Linked DNA regions of Sus scrofa: region 2 is linked to region 1. Evidence: chromatin contacts called from public promoter capture Hi-C data. All regions are on one chromosome and are shown on one strand. Each heading gives the region's core, a stretch centred on a gene start, on an enhancer-like site or on the middle of the called end of the contact. The rest is flanking DNA. Distances are from core to core; before and after follow the strand shown.

Region 1 (7,144 bases), core at 1,683-4,182:
GCAAATACTGGTCCCCTTCCAACATGAGCATTATAAAGATGTCCCACTGCAGTGACACATGCCACAGGGCATTCTCACCTCACATAAAAACGCGAAATCTCAATGCTAGAAGAAACCTGCACAAGCCCTACTTCATAACATGCTTAAAATTGCAAATTGACTCTCAAGAGAGAATGTGTTTAGAGACATTTCTGAAGTTTTATCTCACAGGATTTATCATAAATAAGGACAACTTCCTACTGTCCGTTCAATCCCAAGCTACTTCTCTTCTTTGCAGGAAGCCCAATCTGACTCTAACGTAACTCGACCTTGAGCAAGGCATTTCCTCAGGTGTAAAAGGGGTTGGACCTCAGTCATCTGTCTCCTTGCTCTAGTACTGCACGAATTTACAGCTGAAGTCTATTGTAGGAAATGGCGCAGTACTCCAGCATCCTCAATTCCTCTAGGGCAGCGCTTCTCAAATGAATGTGTGCACAGATCACCTGGGGAGCTTATTAAAACACAGAGTCAGACGCCAAAGATCTGGGGCGGGGTCTGAGTGTCTGCATTTCTGACAAGCTCCCAGGCGAGTCCCAAGATGCTGGTCTACTGACCACACTTGATCGGGGCTCTTGGATACCTTTATTAACCCCTTTGCCACCTGAAAAATGACTTCCCCTGCCTCAATATATCTTTACCTACTTTTAGCCTAGCATCTGTATGACTACTGTGATTGTTTCTTGATCCATTTGTTTCTCCACTTGACTCTGAACTCCCTCAGGGCATCATTGCACCTTCTAGCACCTAAGCACAGTGCAATTTCAACCAATTACTCAAGACTGAATTTTACCAAGCAGTGCAGCACACAGGCTCTAGAATCAAACTGCTTGTTTTGAAGCGCCACCATTTATCATCTCTGTAATTTTTGCACAAGCTTCCTAGCAGTGTGTGTCTCAATTTCTTCATCTTTCAAAGGCAATAATAACAATAATATCTGCCTCACTGGTAGGACTGAATTATATAATACCTGTAAAGTGCTTAGTTCAGCGCCTGGCACACCGTAGGCACTTAATAAATGTTGACTATTATTATCGTTATCATTAAAGGTTGGAGTTTTTGAGAAGCTATCACAGAACAGAGGAGCCTGGGGAACATGACAACTAAATGTAATACAATACCCTGGATTGATTCCTGGAACAGAAAGAAGACATTAATGGGAAAACTGGTGAAATTCAAAGAAAAGCTAGACTTTAGTTACTAGTAATGTGCCACTGGCAGTTTCTTAGTTGTGACATTACACCGCAGTAATGTAAGATGCTACCAGTGGGGGAACCTGGGGGGAGAGGTATACAGTAATTCTCTGTACTATCTTTGCAGCCTTTCTGTAAATCTAAAATTTCACAACAAAAATTTAATAAAGCTGAATTTCTGTCAGACAAATGTCATAATACACATATGTAAAAAGTAATTTTAATAATTGGATCCTTTTAATTATATATAATAAATAGGACAAAAGGTTTTGTCTTGAAAACAATTGGCGCTTTGAAGGAAGTCACATTTCGTTTTCTACTTTAGTCCTGAAGATGGAAAGTAATCTAGCAAAGAAAGGAATAAAGGTCAACTCTGAATTTGTTCCCTTCATTCAAGTTCTTAAATACCTACAGTGGAGAACACTGTGCTAGGCATGAAATTACAGAAATAAACAAAATATACATTGTCTCTGTCCTCATGGGTTCTATAGGTTAGGAAAGAGGTCAGCAAACTGTTCCTGTAAAGGACCAGATATTATTATCTGTTGCAACTACTCAACTTTGCCCTTAGTGAGCGGCCAGACAATACCCAAATGAATGGGTGTGGCTGTGTGCCCATAAAACTTCACTGATGGACAGTGAAACCTGGATTTTATATAACTGTCATGGATCATAAAATGATATTCCTTTGTTTTTTCCAAAACAAATTAAAAGTCTAAAAGCATTCTTAGCTCCCTGCAAAAACAGGAGGGAGGCCGCATTTGGCCCACATGCCAGAGATGGCTAGCTCCTGGTCTAGGAGAGAAGACCTCAAAACAGATCAACCGTCTCAAGACTGCACTGCATCCTCTGCTGGACTCCAGGTTTCTTCTTGACCTCACAATTGTATGCGTATGATAAAGTACTTTTACTTTTTTTTTTTTTCACTTAAACTTCCCTATCGCTCTTTGACATAGACAGGGCACGAATTAAAATCCACCTCAATGAAACTTCAGGGAAGGGATATGATGTGCCCAAGGTCACGGATTTAGTGGTAAAGCAAGTTTTTAAGAACCAGCCTTCCAATCCCCCAGTTCAGTGCTCTTCGCCCTGGATCACAGTGCCTCCCTGAGGCAAATGGTCACCTAACTTCTCAGTGTGCCTGGACAGCCCAGGAGTGCCCAAGATGTTGTCCATCTAGTTGTCATGGGGCCGTGAGCATCCGAGATCCTCAGTCTGACACTTTGTCTGATCAGCCCCACGCTGGATCTGACATCACTTGTTTCGAATTCTCGGATAGACTTCCTCTCTGCCCATCCTGCAGCCCGCCGGTCCCGTGCTGAGCCCTCTCCCCAACACCCCCTTCCAATCCTGCTGCAATCCCAGGTGCCCCACTCTCCTCTAACTCACACTGAAAGCCTTGCACCGGGGAGCCCTGTACTGCTTCTCACACTCACCCCAAAGTCTAAGGTCTCAAATGACCGTTCCCGGGACACTCGGTCCGACACTCCCTTCAGGGGTGCGCCCACACGTTGCCCCCGGAGTCCCGCACGGGAGCGGTCCCCGTCCCCCAGGCACTTACGCTGCGCAGCGGAAAACGCCGCGTGGGCTAGGGCGAAGAGGCCGATGCCCACCAGCCCCTTCCAGAGCGACGGCGCCATGACTCCGAAGGAGCAGCAGCCCAACAAAGAAGCGAAGGGCGGCGGAGCCGTTCCTTCCTCCACCGGCGGGTGTCCGCGCAGCGCGGAGAGATGACGTCACTGAACCCCTGGGCGCGAAGTGCCTGAGAGGTGGGAAAAGCTAAGAGCCATGAGAAAGCGGAAACAGGAATGCCGGGAAGAAGGAGAAAGCGACACGGAAAAAGGTCCGCGAGTGGCGAGGAGCCGGGCCTGCGCCGGGCTGCCGCTCTGCGAGGGGCGGAGCTGAGCAGAGGGCATCAAAGAGGAGGCGAGAGCGAATCAATGGGGAAGCGGAGAAGATGGGCGCCAGCAAATGAGCGCGCGCCGTGGGGCAGGGGGCGGGGCCTGCGGGGAGTTCCGGGCTGGGCAAAGGAATTGGGGCACTGGGGGCTGGTGTTAAAGGTGGTCTGTGCTGGCTCCCTACCCCTGGGCAGGGGGAGGTTGTTTGTTTGTTTTGCTTTTCCCTTGTCAAGCTGCGTTCTTTGTTTTCTGTCGACCTTTCCTGTATTTCAGCCTTCTGGCAACCGGCACTGCGGAAGGAGGCAAGGGTGTGAAAGCGAGGTGGCGGGTGGGATGTAGAGGAAAACCACCCTGGATTTGGAGCCCCAAATAAGTGGTAGGCCGGGGGGAGGGTAAAAGTTAGTTTCCTTCTAAGTGTCCGTACCTTCCCGCCCAAAGTGTAGCCCAGCGGGACGTTCTGTCATGAAGAGAACCAGTTTACATAAGGGAGAAATGAAATGGGAAGAATAAAAGGATGCTAACAACACAGGCCAATCTTCTGCCTCTGTGATCAGAATAAAATATACTCTCCTTTCTCGATATGTGTGTGTGTGTGTATTTGGTCTTCAGCCCATAAAATACAGACAATTTGATATCGGAACTTCATACACCTAAGAGAAAAGTTATATTCCTTATGCTTCTTTAGAAATGACTAGTTTAAAATTGAATAGCTTAGAGCCCTTCCTGTGCTTCTCCCTGGCTTAATTGCACTCTTTTTTTTTTTTTTGTCTTTTTGCTATTTCTTTGGGCCGCTCTCACGGCATATGGAGGTTCCCAGGCTAGGGGTCGAATCGGAGCTGTAGCCACTGGCCTACGCCAGAGCCACAGCAACGCGGGATCCGAGCCGCGTCTGAAACCTACACCACAGCTCATGGCAACGCCGGATCCTTAACCCACTGAGCAAGGGCAGGGACCGAACCCTCAACCTCATGGTTCCTAGTCGGATTCGTTAACCACTGCGCCACGACGGGAACTCCTAATTGCACTCTTAACACAATCACCCCTGAGCTTCAGATTAGGCACCCTGAGCACAATTGCCTGTGGGTCAAAGATTAAGCACATGATGTTTTGGGGGGGGACTTTCCTAGATTACCCTAATATCTGAACAATATGCTCTTTTCAAAAGTTTTTTTTGTTTGTTTGTTTTTTGTCTTTTCTAGGGCCGCACCCACAGCATATGGAGGTTCCCAGGCTAGGGGTTGAATCGGAGCTGTAACCACCGGCCTGCGCCAGAGCCACAGCAATGCCAGATCCGAGCCGCGTCTGCAACCTACACCACAGCTCACAGCCACACCGGATCCTTAACCCACTGAGCAAGGCCAGGGACCGAACCTGCAACCTCATGGTTCCCAGCTGGATCCACCAACCACCAAGCCATGACAGGAACTCCCGAAAGTATTTTTATTTTGGGAAAAATCGAGATACGACGACCCAGAAGACCACCAGGATCTTGCGGAGACCTCATGACACCAACCTCAATTCCACCAACTAAGGAGTCCCACAAAGAAAGAAGAATGCATATTTGTCCTCAACCCCAGTTCTTATCCCGAACCTTGTTTTTCTCCTTTTTACTATAAAACTCCCTGCAATTCTTCCCAATGGAGAACAGTCTTCAAGGCAGTAGCCCACTGTGGCCTCCTTTGCCTGGCAAAGCAATAAAAGCTATTTTTTTCTCCTTTACCCAAAACTTTCTCCTTGTTTCTATTCTGCATCAATGAACAGAGGCTGAGTTTCGGCAACAATTTTATGTTGACCTCTTTACACCCTGCTGTCCTTTGGCCTGCTTGCCTATTTATTCCCACTGCTTTCAGCCGTTGTCAATATTAGTGATTCCAAATCGACATCTGTCTCCCAAATGTCTCTCCTTAGTTCCAGACTTGTATTTCCAACTACCTGCTGATCATTTCTTTCTATCATGTGGCACTCCATTTTTTTTTTTTTTTTTTGGCCACACCTGTGGCATATGTAAGTTCCCAGGCCATGGCTCAAATCTGTGCTGGATCCTTAACCCATCCCACTGCATCCAGCCAGGGATGGAAGCAGCACCAGAGCCACTGCAGAGACAACGTCAGATCCTTAACCTGCTGTGCCACAGCGGGAAATCCTGGCACTTCAAATTTAATATGGCTGAAATAGAATTTGTCTCTTTTAACAAACTCCACCACCTCTCATGGTGCCCCCTGACTGGTTGGCATAACGTTGTAAACTGCATATCACAGGGTAAATGCAAAGTATGAGCACCGTCCTTTCCCCTCAACCCCGTCAGAATTCTGCATTTGAGCTGCATCCATTTGCTCCCTCTCACTTGCTGCTAGACACCACTCCTGACCACCCTTTCAAATTTGCACTCTTCCCATTCCTGATCCCCCTCATCTGCTCTATTTTCTTATCACCTTCTCATATACTCTGTAATTTAATTTATCATGTTTGTATGTTATGGTTTACTGTCTCTCTTCCCCTAGAAATGTAAGTTCCAAGAGGACAGAGATTTCTGTCTATACCGAGAACATTGCCTATCACATGGTAGGTATTTAATAAATGTTTGCTAATGAATGAATGAATTATGGGAGAGAAGTGGGGAGGGATGTACCATCATTTGAAAAGATCTCAGAGTTCCCGTTGTGGCTCAGTGGTAATAAACCCGACTAGAATCCATGAGTACACAGGTTCGATCTCTGGCCTTGCTCAGTGGGTTAATGATCTGGCATTGCTACGAACTGTGGTGTAGGTCGCAGACACAGCTTGAATCCTGTGTTGCTATGGCTGTAGTGTAGGCTGACAGCTGCAGCTCTGATTCGACCCCTAGCCTGGGAACATCCATATGCCATAGGTGTTGTCCTAAAAAGACCAAAAAAAAAAAAAAAAAAAAAAACAGATCTCTAGGAGTTCTCATTGTGGCTCAGTGGGTTAAGAACCCCGACTAGTATCCATGAGGACTTGGGTTTGACTTCTGGCCTCACTCAGCAGGTTAAGGATCCAGCATTGCCATGAGCTGAGGTGTAGGTCGCAGACGCAGCTCGGATTTCATTGCTGTGGCTGTGGTGTAGTTTGGCAGCTGCAGCTCCGATTCAGCGCCTAGCCTAGAAACTTCCATATGCTGCAGGTACAGCCCTTAAAAAAAAAAAATCTCTACAGAGAGTCCTTCATTTTGAATCGGGTTCAAAAATTCCAGTGGACTTGTACACACCCCTAAATTTTGATAACATTTTGATTGATGATAAATATTTTCTGATATACTTGGGTTTCCTCAAAGCTGAAAAAAATTTAGAAAATAAAGAAGGCATCCAAAAGTCATCAGATTTCTTCGACTTTACCTGTATAGTTCTTGTCCTGGATCCCATTTTCCAAACCTTTCATTACGGTCATTGTTTTTCTCTGGGCCCTCTGCAATTTCTTCACCTCTAATCCAAGAGTTGACATGGTACTTGATCAATGTCAAGTACAGCATATTGTATTCCTTACAAATATAGCCCAATTATAACCCTAACAATCAGGAAGAACCAGGAAATAATCTCTACACTTGACAGGAAAGTGTTTCCTTCTCCACTCCTGGGAGGTGGCCAGATAAAAAAGATAGTTTTTGGTTTTTTTTTTTTTTTTTTTTTTTTGGTCTTTTTGCCATTTCTTGGGCCACTATCGCAGCATATGGAGGTTCCCAGGCTAGGGGTCTAATCGGAGTTGTAGCCACTGGCCTATATCACAGCCACAGCCACGCGGGATCCGAGCCGCACCTGCAACCTACACCAGAGCTCACGGCAATGCCAGATTCTTAACCCACTGAGCACGGCCAGGGATCGAACCCGAAACTTCATGGTTTCTAGTCGGAGTCGTTAACCACTGTGCCGCCACGGGAATTCCCAAGAAAAGATAGTTGATACAAAATTAAAAAATCTTAAACTTTGTTTTGGCTCTGATGATGGTCATGTTGAAATTAATCTTTTCAGGTACTCTATTAAATCACCTGAATATTTGCTAATA
Region 2 (7,144 bases), core at 2,514-5,013, 470 kb after region 1:
GGGGTCAGCGGCGTACACGAGAAAGGATCTGGGCAAGGTGTTTGCCTTACTAGGTCAGCGCTTACTAACTTAAGGTAGTTCTACTTCCAACTACCATTGATTGATAATTGGGCAAAGTTATCTTTCACAAATATTGTGAAGAACTTGCCTTCTTCACGGGCAGAATAAGTGGCCACGTTTATGGTGTCATTTGAGGGCTCCAAAGAGGGCCCCCCTGGTCAAAAACTCTGCGAGCCTGCCAGTGTCTGAAATTCTTCCTTTAAGGAAATTCATTTCTTTCTGGTAAGCAGTGCCCTCTTTCTAAAAGATGCAGAAGTACCACATGTGATCCCTAACACCTGGGTGTGCAGATGTCATCAGATCATCTTCCTGCCTGACTACCCGAAACCCCAAGTGTGCCTGAGTCCTGTAAGAGTATGACCTCATTAATCTCTGCCCTTGGAAATCAGATGGAAGGTTCTGATTTTCTGTCCTCTGCTCCTACTTGCTACCGCTTTAAGCTTACTAATAAATATTATTTCCAACAACTGCTGTTGTCAATAGATGTGTCAGATTTAGATTTGTGGTTTCAGAAAAATGTTTTCTTGGGGCAAATTAAAGCATATGTTTGGCACTATTGATAGTTAAATCTGTATTTTCAAAAACTTGATTTTGGGGTGTGCTTTTGGTAACTCCGAGCTTCTTTAAGTGGCTTGTGTACCTGTGAGCTTTTGCTTAAAGATGTGGCTTGAATGGGGACATCTATATTAACACTAGGCTTTCCATTTCTGTAAAACTGGCTTCCTTAAAGTGGGAGGGGGTCTTAGTATTGTTTTGAGTTGGACATTGTACTAAGTGGAGAGAAACAAATAAATGTGAACTTAAGTTTTGAATGACTTTGTTATTCTAAAAACCCTCTGGCAGAGTATCACTGAGAACCCACTTTAACCCCAAAATTTATTTTCAAGTCCCCAAAGTCCAAAGTATTTTACTATTTTCCTTACTCTGGCTAAACATTACATCTTTACTCTCCCAAGTATAACATTTTAGAAATGACTTGATACAAGTACCAGATTACAAAAGCTAAGCAAGCTTTCCAGCACTTGATAAAACCAGAGCTCAAAGAACTTTTTCTTCATTCTCAATAATCCCTAGGTGACCTAGGGGCTCTGATAGAAAATAATTCCCAAAATAGTTTTATAGGACATCAGCCTCCCAACCAGAGTTGGGGAATTGGGATTAAAATCCATGGCTTTGCTTTGATTTTTTTGGAGGGGGTGGTCTCCTTTTTTTAACAGATTATCCTTGTGAGAGCTAACCTTACAAGCAGGCCTCGGCAGCCACAATTTCTGTCACACTGCCTACTGTGGTACAGAAATGTGATTGCAGAATATTTCATTTCTTTAGAGAGGGTCCTAAGTGCCAGGGTTGGGACACATGACAAATTTTGTATGCGTCGCAATTTTGTTCAGGCTCTGCCCTGACCCAAGACTTGGAGCAATGGATCATAATAATATGCTACAAAGCAGGAAAGCAGAGTCACAAATTTAGATACGGCTTTGTCACTGAAGTTGAAAGTACTGGGAAACATTTAACACTGGCATACCTACTGAAAGTAGCCAATTTGGGTTTAAACAATTTCTGCAGTTATAACCATCTTAAGTCAGGGATCCATCAATCTTTTTGTCAAAAGGAGTTACTTTTATTTCCACTAAGTCTTGACTTTACAGGAAGCGGGGAGAGGAAAATTCCCAGGGAGTGAGCTTGAATGAGAGAGCTACTTTTTAAAAACTGAGTTTGGGATACTTCAGTAATTTTCCAGAAAAAGTTCCTAGGTCAGGTAGATGACTTCTCTGGCCAGGCAGTCTCTACTTTCCTAGGTTATTGTATTTTTATCCACCAAGAAGGCCGTGGCCTATTAGGCAGGAGTACAGAGAAGCCGGTGGTCTGGGGTTCTGTCTTCCTGGGTCCGGCAGCCCCTCATGTGGCCCACCTTATCCCAGTGCTGGAGTTTCCGGAGCTATCCCCTATCTTTATAACAAAGGACACCCCCCCTTTTTTTGGTCTTTTGTCTTTTTATTTTTTTTAGGGCTGCACCCGCAGCATATGGAGGTTCCCAGGTTAGGGGTCAGAGTCAAATCGGAGCTGCAGCTGCCGGCCTGCACCAGAGCCACAGCAACTCGGGATCCGAGCCGCATCTTCGACCTACACCACAACTCACGGCAATGCTGGATCCTTAACCCACTGAGCAAGGCCAGGGATCGAACCCGCATCCTCGTGGATACTAGTCGGGTTCATTAACCACTGAGCCATGATGGGAACTCCAGACATTCCCCCCTTTTTGCTTGTTACCTTGAGCATTTGCGACGTGTTAAAAAAAAATCTTGAAAAAAAAAAAGGTTATAAAGACAGAGATACTTCGATTTCCTCAGTTACAAGGAATTTAATTCTAGGAATCCAAAAGGATTTAACAACGGGAAACAAGCCTCATGTCCAATGGCCAAACAGAATGCCATCACAGGTGCAAGCATGCTTAGCTCCCAAGGCCACTGCTCCTCCCTGCCTCAGCTTCTCCCCTCACCCCTGGAGAACTTCTCCACAGAAGGCCTGTTTCGCTTACTACCTTCCCTATGTGGACCTCCCTGCTTCTGGGCTACTCTGACCCTGTCCCTGTCTGTTCCAGTCTCATCCCTCTCTCTGGGAGGGGCTCATTGAGTCAAAGTCAGTCTAGAATGCGGGGTTTCCCCACCAGGTCACAGGCCTCTGGGTAGACTTTGGCTGGGTCGCGTGGGACCCAAGCATCAGGAAACTTTTTGGCCACCTGCTCAGAGGGGCCTGTGGATATAGCAGGTGCTCAGTGTCACGTGCAGCAGAGCTGTGCAGCATATTGTCACCTATGCTGTGAACTCGCTCAGGAATGAAATGGGAGCCCAATAACACATTGCTGAAAACAGCTGTATACTATTTTAGGATCCTGGAAGAAATATTTAGCAATGCTTAAATGAGCCTAACAAAACTCGTGTTATCTATATTATAAAAACGCATGCAAGTGCTAATGCACGCATGTTTTTTCTAAAAGGCCAAAAAAAGATGTCAGCCGGGCCGTAAAGGTAGTATGTACACTGGAGGTTAAAGTTTCCGGTTTGGAGCTTGAGCACGTCTGAATTATGGAGTACTGGGGGCAGGCAACTGCTGCCATTCCTTTCCAGAGACTGAGAAAAGCTCCGGAGAGATTTAAAAAAAAAAAAAGGAGCTGAGGCTTGGCAAAGGATGGTCCTTCCACCCATCCTTCGTGCATTCTTTCATTCAATCACGCACCACACACGCACTAGACACCAGACCCCGGGCTAGGAGATCGGGCTAGAAACATGAACAAGAGCTGGCACCTCTTGTACGAAAATCGTAACGAAACAAGTAAAAGCCCTGTTTCCACGCGGAGGAGGGGCTTTGGGGCGAAGGAGGCGCATCTTTTTCTCGCAGCCGGACCTGGCCCGCCCGCCCCGTCTACTCCCCCAAGATGGCGGCCGCCCGGACGCCCGCCCCGGCGCCGGCCGAGTGGGAAACGTCCCACGCGTTCGGGTTACCGCCCGGCCCCGGCCCGCCGCGGCCCGCCGCGGCCCCCGCGGAGCCCAAAGTCCCCGAGGCGACGCGGGCCCGCGCCGTGGCGACCCACGTGGGCATCCCCGCGGGCAGCTGCGCAGCCCCCGTTGCCCCGCCCCCGGAGCCCCACGCCGCCGAGCCGCGTCGACGCCTGTTGACGCCACTGGGGGCGTGTCGGCGCGACCCGCGACGTCGCGACGCTCCGACAATGGCGACTGCGTCAGCCTGAGCGGGCCTTCGTTTTCAAGTGGTTTCCGGACGTGGCCGCGGGAGCCGCAGTCGCCTCAGACCCGGTCGGCGGCGGTGGCGCGCGCGCGCGCTCCCGCCGCGCCCTGGATCGAGCGGCGGCGGCGGCGGCGGCGAGGCCCGGCGGGGCGAGCGAGGTGGGCGGTGGCGCGGCGGGGCGGGGAGCAGCGGCGCGCGCGCGCGCGCAGGGGGCGGGCGGAGCGGGGGGCGGCGCGTCCAGCGAGCGGCCCCGACTTCCCGGGGGCTGCTGGGGCGCCGCGGGGAGGCGGGCCGGGGGGCGGTGGGGCGCGGGTTGAGCGCGGCCGACCTCTCTTTCTCTATTGCCCTCCAGCATCAGCTCGGCCTCTTAGCTCTCTCAGACCCTGCCCCTGGGCTAAGTCGGCAACATGAGCGGCAACAACTTGGATGCGAATGATGAGTTTGATGAGCAGTTGCGAATGCAAGAATTGTACGGAGACACCAAGGACGGCGACACCCAGAAAGATCCCGGTGGAGAAACCGATTCTTTCGGGCAGCAGCCGGCTGACACCCCGTACGAGTGGGACCTGGACAAGAAGGCTTGGTTCCCCAAGGTAAGAGTCGCGCGGGCGCCACTGCAAAGCGGTCCCTCCTGGCCAGCCTCGCGTGGCGCTCCTTTCACGTTTTCTTTGCCGAGCTCCTGGGTTAGAGCCCCTCTGGATAGTGACGTTTCTTTTTGTTGTGTCTAGCAGAACCGACGTGTAAAGGAACCGAAATCTTTAGGGAGATTGATTTTATCTGTGAAGGTCACAGTTGGTTATTGCATTGGTGACTGCTTTTTATTGCAAAGAGGAAAAAACACCAAGAGCAAATTTAGTAGCTGTTAATCTCAGGAAGCCAACCTCACTTATCCTAGGAATTCAGATATTTAGCTGAAGTACTGTGTGCAAAATGCAACTTACTGATTTGGGACAGAAAGAAGTCGCAGTTGATAGATCTTTACTGATTAAACTTTGCGCCTCTTTTTACTTTCTATTAAATTTTGTCCCTGGACATGTATGTTTGAATCATATCACCACAGGAATATGACTAGAGGTGCACAGACTGCGGATGGAAAAGATCTGTGCATATTTAATTAGAGCACTTAGAAGTTGTTAAGTACTTTATTTCAGCTTGTAAGTGAAATGACTGATGGTAAACTTGGTTCTGTAAACTTTTTGGTAAAAGTACCCTGTTAATCACAGTCTCATGTGGGTGGGGAAAAAAGGATACTACTCACAGACTAATTGACTTGCAAGCCGCCGATACAAACTGTCTCCACTGTGTAATGTGAGTGTTATTTTTGTTAATTATTTATTTCAACTTTTTTTCTTTCCCATTTCGTATTTGTGTATATGTTCCAACCCGTCCAAATCGTTAAACTTACTGTATGACTTCTTGTAATGGTAGTGCCCGCTAGTGTGCAGTTTCTTCAGCCTTCTGAGCACTTTAACAGTAGTCTGATAATGGATTAATGTGTGGCTTTGTCTTTTTATGTTATGAAAGCCCATACCTCTTCAAACCTTGAACTTTTAAATCTTCTTCATTCCTGCATATGCCTAACATTGATTGGTATGAAGATATAACTACATTTCTTTCATTGTGCAACTGTGCTTTTCCCCCCCAAAAGCCAGGAGGATAGAAGTCAGTTGGGTTTGTTCTGACATTAAGACGATAATGTGATTTAATTAGTGATGGAGTTAAAATAAGCATTTCGTTTTTATCATTATTAGCCCCATTCTTTATATGCTAAATCACAGTTCTATTCTGGGATTTCTGTGCCTACAAGTATTTAAATATTTAGTGTGCATATGCTTTTATTCATCCATATAGTAAAAGAAAATTTGATTCTGTTGTTAGATTATTAGTTGACTATTGTTTTTTTTCTGTTTTATTGTTATCTAGTACTTCCTTTGTTATATTTATTTATAGCCTCAGTCAAGTAGATTGCAGAGAGAGTAATTCATAAACAAAACAACTGGAAAAGGTGCCAACATCACTTAAAATGCCTTTTATAGTATCTCAGACTTTGGTATTGATAATGCAAGTATCTATGTCTTAGTTTTTTATCACTTTATGCACAACTGTCTATGTAAGATGACTGTTCTTTCATGTATGCTTTAATTACTGTCATCCACAGAAACATTTGTATGTTAGGTTGCATAACTGAATATGCTGTTATTTAACACAGTGTAAACTTTTTCTGGGAAGAAATCATTTTTGAATATCTGTGTGTGTATTCTAAATGTCTTGTTTAGATCACTGAAGATTTCATTGCTACATATCAGGCCAATTACGGCTTTTCTAATGATGGTGCGTCTAGCTCTGCTGCAAGTGTCCAGGATGTCAGTGCTAGGACCACAGAGGAGCCTCCGCAAAGGAAAACCCCTGAACCCAGTGATCCCAGAAAGAAAGGAGAAAAGAGAAAGGCTGAATCAGGTAAGTGGATTTAGCTTGCAAAACCTGAGTATAAAAATTAAAAATGTGAGCGTGTGCGTATATAGTTACTTTTGAAGAATTATAAAATAGCTTTGATAGTATTATAAGATTGGCTTTTTTATTGTTATTGTTATTCAAGTTCATATGTTGGCTCTCACACTATCCTGTGGGCATCTAATCCAGTTCAATTCTCAGTTTCTTCCTTTGCAAAATAGTGCTATTATTATGAGATGATCTAAAGTTCTGTTCCTCGGAGTTCCCGTCGTGGTGCAGTGGTTAACGAATCCAACTAGGAACCATGAGGTTGCCGGTTCAGTCCCTGGCCTTGCTCTGTGGGTTAAGGATCCAGCGTTGCCGTGAGCTGTGCTGTAGGTTGCAGACTCAGCTTGGATCTCGTGTTGCTGTGGCTGTGGTGTAGGCTGGCGGCTACAGCTCCAATTCGACCCCTAGCCTGGGAACCTCCACATGCCACAGGAGTGGCTCAAGAAAAGGCAAAAAGACAAAAAATAAAAAAAAATAAAGTTCTGTTCCTAAGCTTTTTTTTTTTTTTTTTTGGGTCTTTTGGTGTTTTTCTAGGGCCACACCTGTGGCCTATGGAGGTTCCCAGGCTAGAGGTCGAATCTGAGCTGTAGCCACTGGCCTACGCCAGAGCCACGGCAACGCAGGATCCGAGCCGCGTCTGTGACCTACACCACAGCTCAGGGCAACGCCAGATCCTTAACCCACTGAGCAAGGCCAGGGATCGAACCTGCAATCTCCTGGTTCCTAGTTGGATTCATTAACCACTGAGCCACAACGGGAACTCCTTTTTGTATTTTTTGAGTTTAATTAAACTGAACTCAAGTCAATTTTGCTTCAGCTTGGCCAAGTCTAACACAGTAGA

What was found. Promoter capture Hi-C pulls out the DNA fragments that hold promoters and counts their contacts.
Region 2: a promoter capture Hi-C map of fetal skeletal muscle shows a contact between it and region 1, with 8 times the contacts expected there. The contact joins the promoter of HTATSF1 here to the promoter of MMGT1 in region 1. A contact is called at or near these places in 3 of 5 promoter capture datasets (fetal liver, fetal skeletal muscle and liver) and 1 of 47 Hi-C or Micro-C datasets (heart right ventricle).

The regions. Positions count from the first base shown.
Region 1 is chrX:111,155,366-111,162,509 of Sscrofa11.1, forward strand. MMGT1 (membrane magnesium transporter 1) reads right to left here and starts at 2,933. Exons shown (of 4, transcript NM_001243208.1): 1 at 2,791-2,933. The coding sequence starts at 2,869.
Region 2 is chrX:111,620,540-111,627,683 of Sscrofa11.1, forward strand. It overlaps HTATSF1 (HIV Tat-specific factor 1), which reads left to right and starts at 3,764. Exons shown (of 11, transcript XM_021079891.1): 1 at 3,764-3,962; 2 at 4,157-4,397; 3 at 6,081-6,261. The coding sequence starts at 4,212.